Linked DNA regions of Mus musculus: region 1 is linked to region 2. The links are chromatin contacts, called in public Micro-C maps. All regions are on one chromosome and are shown on one strand. Each heading gives the region's core, a stretch centred on a gene start, on an enhancer-like site or on the middle of the called end of the contact. The rest is flanking DNA. Distances are from core to core; before and after follow the strand shown.

Evidence for each region. Hi-C and Micro-C count contacts between places; a contact is called where the count stands out from the background.
Region 1: a contact with region 2 is called in a Micro-C map of palatal mesenchyme, with 1.6 times the contacts expected there. The contact joins two enhancer-like sites. A contact is called at or near these places in 11 of 39 promoter capture datasets (the 3T3-L1 cell line, 3T3-L1-derived adipocytes, the HPC-7 cell line and 7 more), 29 of 484 Hi-C or Micro-C datasets (3T3-L1-derived adipocytes, the AML12 cell line, the C10 cell line and 18 more), 7 of 115 datasets of contacts at active chromatin or transcription factors (DN3 thymocytes, the HPC-7 cell line, acute myeloid leukemia and 4 more) and 3 of 9 other capture datasets (adipose tissue, liver and pancreatic islet).

Annotation. Positions count from the first base shown.
Region 1 is chr17:71,354,440-71,357,139 of GRCm38.p6, forward strand. All of the region lies in intron 44 of Smchd1 (SMC hinge domain containing 1), which reads right to left. Among named protein-coding and RNA genes, the nearest start is that of 4930471L23Rik, 40 kb to the left of the region's middle. Within about 2 kb of position 1,307, at least 21 of the 459 cell types and tissues checked have an H3K27ac peak or open chromatin away from gene starts, as enhancers often do. A contact at or near this core is called in the C2C12 cell line, embryonic fibroblasts, palatal mesenchyme and 1 more, where this site is marked.
Region 2 is chr17:71,249,472-71,252,171 of GRCm38.p6, forward strand. It overlaps Lpin2 (lipin 2), which reads left to right. Exons shown (of 20, transcript NM_001357791.1): 20 at 1-347. Among named protein-coding and RNA genes, the nearest start is that of Emilin2, 60 kb to the right of the region's middle. Within about 2 kb of position 1,395, at least 104 of the 459 cell types and tissues checked have an H3K27ac peak or open chromatin away from gene starts, as enhancers often do. A contact at or near this core is called in the C2C12 cell line, embryonic fibroblasts, palatal mesenchyme and 1 more, where this site is marked.

The sequences.
Region 1 (2,700 bases), core at 57-2,556, 100 kb after region 2:
CCCCACACCAACCCACTCCACCCGGACCAACGCGCAGGCTCCAGTGTCAGTGAGACCCTGGCTTAAGGAAAGGTTACAGCTAGTGCAGCACTTCATCTGATATCCTCCTCCGGCCTGTACACACACGCACACGCACACACACACACACACACTCACACTCACCACCCTCAAGTGTGATCGAAGAGCATTATAATTCAGCACATTACAAACATCTAATCCAATCTAACGTTAAAGCTTAAATAGTATCTGAATTATATGAAATATTTACATAGACTATATATAATTTATAGAAATAAAATTACATCTTAAAAAAGTATAATGCCAGAGGAACATCACAGATGCTCTTCCAGAAAACTGGCACTTTTATTTATTTTTGGTGTTAAATCTGCCATTGAAAAGACCCTTAAAGTACAACAATATGAGTGGTCACTTTACTGTTTGATGTGCAATGTCACCATGAGATTAAACTCTCTGAGCCAGCTAGCTGTAGGCTAGGTCTACAGGCGTGGGCTAATTGAAAAAAATTGAATTGAAAAAAAAATACAGTAAATTTAGTGAGCCAAATTTTTTTGTTTGTTATTTCAAGACAGAGTTTCTCTGTGTAGTCCTGGCTGTCCTAGAACTGGCTCTGAAGACTAAACTGGCCTCAAACTCAGAGATCTGTCTGCCTCTGCTGAGATTAAAGGCATATGCCACCACTGCCTGGTAGTGAGCTAAAAGTCTGCAAATTTCAAATTACTTGGTTTGGTAAGAGAAATGATTATGCATTCTTGGTTTTGATTTGGACTTATATGCTTTCTAAAGGTGAACACAAGGTAAAACTGGGGGCAGGAGCTACATAGATGGCCCAGTGAGCAGGCTGAGCTGGGGGTGGGGTGGTGGTAGAGGTAGCACTTGCCTTTAATTAACCCAGCCCTTGGGAAGCAGAGACCAGCCTGGTATATAGAAAGAATGCCAGGGTAATAACCAGGGCTACACAGAGAAACCTTGTCTTGAAAAACAACACAAAACAAAACAAAAACATAAAAAAACCTAGAAACCCTAAGACAAAGGCCTACAAACACAAAAGAATGTAAGTTATTAAACAATTAAAGATACTCCAGTGGTAAACTGCCCTCTTGTAAAGATGCTAAATGCTGGTGAGCCTAGCTGCCTGCAAAGGCACCAACAAACAGTAAACAGAACTTTGTTCTTTCAAAATCATTATGCTCTTGACCCCATAACTTCCACTGTTCTCAACCAGTGGGTTGGCAATCCCTCGGGAGGCTCACATATCAGGTATCGTGCATGTCAGATGTTTACATTATGATTCATAACAGAAGTAAACTTACAGTTATGCAGTAACAATGAAATAACCTTATGGTGGGGGGTGGCCATCATGACATGAGGAATGTTAGTAAAGGTTGCAGCTTTAAAGGCTGAGAAGCACTGGTATAACATCATGTGGCCTTTAAATACGAGACAGGATTTTCCCTTTCACAGTCCACCCTAGGCTGGCCGAGAGCTCAGTATATTGTGCATGTTAGCCTTGTACTCACACTCCTGTCTAAAGGAAATACGGGGACAGAGTGTGGAGCAGAGACAGAAGGAAAGGCCATCCAGAGACTGCCCCACCTGGGGATCCATCCCATATACAGACACCAAACCCAGACACTACTGTGGATGCCAAGAAGTGCTTGCTGACAGGAGCCTCAACTGTCTCCAGAGAGGCTTTGCCAAAGCCTGACAAATACAGAGGTGGGTGCTTGCAGTCAACCATTGGACTGAGCACGGTGTCCCCAGTGGAGCATTAGGGAAAGGACTGAAGGAGCTGAAGGGGTTTGCAACCTCATAGAAAGAACAACAATAATCCACCAACTAGAGCCCCCAGAGCTCCCAGGGACTAAAACACCAACCAAGGAGTACTCATGGAGGGACCCATGGCTCCAGCTGTATATGTAGCAGAAGCTGGACTTATCTGGCATCAGTGGGAGGAGAGATCCTTGGTCCTGTGAAGGCTCGATACACCAGTGTAGGGGAATGCCAGGGCGGGGAGGCAGGAGTGGGTGGGTGGGTGGGGGAACACCCTCACAGAAGCAGGGGGAGGGGGAATGGGATAGGGGAATAACATTTGAAATGTAAATAAATACAATATCAAAAAAAATGGTAAAGTTGAAATAGAAATTTAAAAAATAAAATAAAATGAGACTGTGAACCACTACACCCAGCTTAGAGATGGTATTTTTACAGAAACGATCAGGCTGAGGTTGTTCAGTCTCTAATCCAGTGTCACTGCTGTCCTCAGAAAGGGGAAAGGCAGACATGATGACACATACATTAAAAGAGACATGAGGAAGATAGCCAATTACAAGGAAAGGCGAGAGGCTCTGAAACAGACTCTTCCTTCACTCATGGCTCCTAGAAGAAATCACCTCTGCCAATCACTCTGACCATGAACTTCCAACCCAACAGATATGAGATAAAAAATTTCAATTATACATGCAAGTTAGAGCTTTTCCAATATGAGACTGTCCCTTTTCAGTTTTAGATACTACACTCATTTCATTTTAATTTGTTTCAAATTAATGGTAAGTTTTGCATTGGTTTTAACAAGGTCAGTCATTTGTTTATATATCATCCAATGAAATGATTTTTTTTTTCCCTTTTGAGATAGTCTTGTTAAGTAACTCAGGCTGGCCTCAAATTCCAGATCTCTTCCCA
Region 2 (2,700 bases), core at 145-2,644:
AGAAACGGTTCAGGCGACATGAGCAAGTTTCTGGGAAACTTTGTTTGAGAGCATGCTAAGGTTTATTTAAAACCCCAGGAATTGCTCTTTCCAGGTGAAAAATTCTTTTTTTGACCTGAAGGCAGAGGAAAGAGTTCCCTGCTAATGATTCCATTCAGCTGATGAAGTACTTGATTATTAGAGAGCAGTGCCACTAAGCAGCTTTAAGTTGTCCGTAATCATTGTAAACATCAGTGCAGTACCTTCAATATGGTAAAGATGTTGTCTTCAGATGAATGGCTCATATTTTGGTGCAGTGTTTGATGTTCACAAAAAAATGTTACAATAATAAACTAACATAAACTGATTGCATTGGGCTCCTTCCTTCAGGGACTTTGACCGTATCAGTGCCAGAGATTGATAATTACAATTACCAGTTATACATAAACATCACTTTGGCTTTGCTGACTTGCTTGTCTAAAGGAGGGACGACCTCTTCCTGTTGCTCCCTTGCAAACCCTGGCTCCAGAAGAGAAGCTCCGCCCACAGGAACTATGTCTGCCTTGTAGATTCTGTCAAGAAGTGATTTGTCCATCCATCATTTCCCTACACTCTAGTTCCCACACCAGCCCTTCAGAGTCTCCTGGCCATGCTGCTCAGTTTTAATGCCTCACCTTTATTAAGCCTTTCCTGGGTAGCAGCAGGTAACAGTCCATCAGATTAACAGAGTACCCATGAACTTTTTGTAGCACAAGCCCACATCATATGATTGATGGCAAAAGTTAATGTGACATCATCCTCCCTCAGGTCACTGGGCAGCAGATACTACGTCTGCTGGATCGCACAGGAACCACAAGTCTTGGCAGTGGGGCTATATTTTTGTCCTAGAAAATATCTGATTCCTCTAGGCAGTTTTAAGTGCTATGAGAGGATAGAGTTTGGCAGCCCTCACCCCTGTACCTGCATGTGTACCTCCTTCCATGGTAAGATGGCACAAGAGAAGCACAGATTGTGTTTACAAAGTGGATGGGGGCCAGACACCGCCACTCTTGAGACTGTAGGCCTGGAGTTATGGTATCCACTTCCTTTCATGAAGCAGATACGTGGGAAACAAGACCAATCGTCACTGGGAATGCTGACTATATGCTAATCTGGAAATGATTTAAAATACACCTCAGGCATTCCTCCTTGCAGATCCCATTTAATAGTATTTAGTCATTTTAATGGTGCCGTTTGGTGGTGGTACGTATCAAGGGCAAATTGCTCCAGTTCTTAAAAAGCACTGCCTTTTTCTCAAGTCACCAAAGCTCCCTGATTAGAGAAGTTGTACCCTGAACCTGGTGACCCTGTGGTATGTACCAGTCACTTAGTCCTCTTAGGAGGACTACTTGAGGCCAGCATCAATTAAAAGTACTGAGTAAGTACTTAAACTCTGTTTATACCTCTGACTCACTCATGGACACATGACTAGAAGGGGTGTGGTGACTTAGGGAGGGGCCATTGCTCCAAACTCCCCTCCTCCAGACACGCTCTAGCTGTCCCTGTTTTTCATCTCCAAAAAAAGACTGGGGCTCCCATTTTAAACCCATCTCCTGCGTGGGCTGGAGTCCAGTTTGCATCCTGTTTTGTCTTCCAGTGAGCACATGCCTACTGCTGTGGCCCAGCTCACTCCGCCTTGCTTGTTGGATAGAGCGAGCTAGCTAAGTGCACCTCTGCCAGTAACGAAGTCACACACTGGATGATCAAGGTCTGTTGGATGCTCGAGAGACCTGTCTGGGAATGGGGAACACAGTGGCCGTACATCTCCGGTCGGGCCCCTGCCTTACAGCCACTGAACACTTGGCCACTTTGGCACTGAATATGGTCTTCAAAGAAGAGGGAAGGAAACGGACAGAAACATTCGTGTGAGCCAGCCGGGCTTTCCTAAAAGTACTGCTGCTCAGGGTTTTCCATGCGTCATTTCTCAGACAGCAGAGGGCACGCTGACCTTGGTAGCCAACTCCCCAGCTGTGGAAAACCGGGCAGTCCATGACCCGCCTTCCAAATATCCCATAATAACTTTGCAGACAGTCCTTGGAACCTAGTATATTTTGACTACATTAGACTCTTCTGCCAACTGGTTTAGGAGCAAGGCAAGGCTATTGAAACTGGTTTCCCTGTCTGCGCCTTCCACTAGGGACCTGGGGGAGTTGCCTTTCCCTACAGGTGCTGGCTGACAGACCTGGGTGCCTAGAGCTGTGTGCTGCTGTTGGGAAAGTGTCGTGTCAGGCCTCCCAGACCCAAATGTGCTTGTCTTCTCAAATGATCTCCGTTTCCAGCCGGCCCCCCATTTTATATGGGGGGGGGGCTTGTTGCTTAGGAACCAGAGTTTGTAGCCAGAGTTTGTAGTGCTATCTCTGCCAGTGAGCTGTGCAGTGGAGCAACAAGAAGTCAGGCTCATTAGCCTGCAACCAGCTCACCTCCCCTAACAGAGGCCCTCTTCAGCCGCAGGGCCACGGTACACCCTGACCTTCAAGGACATCTGGATGTGGTTTTCCAGCCAAAATCAAACCCCAAATGTCTAAAGCCTGGAAGCTGGCAGGTATGGGATGTTTTACATAACGACTGGGGTTAATTTACACAGTATTCTTTCAGCCATAAAAAATGCTCTAGTTTGTTCCCACCCCACCCCCGCCCCCGGTAACTCCCAATCCATAAGGCGCCAAATACAGAAAAGGAACA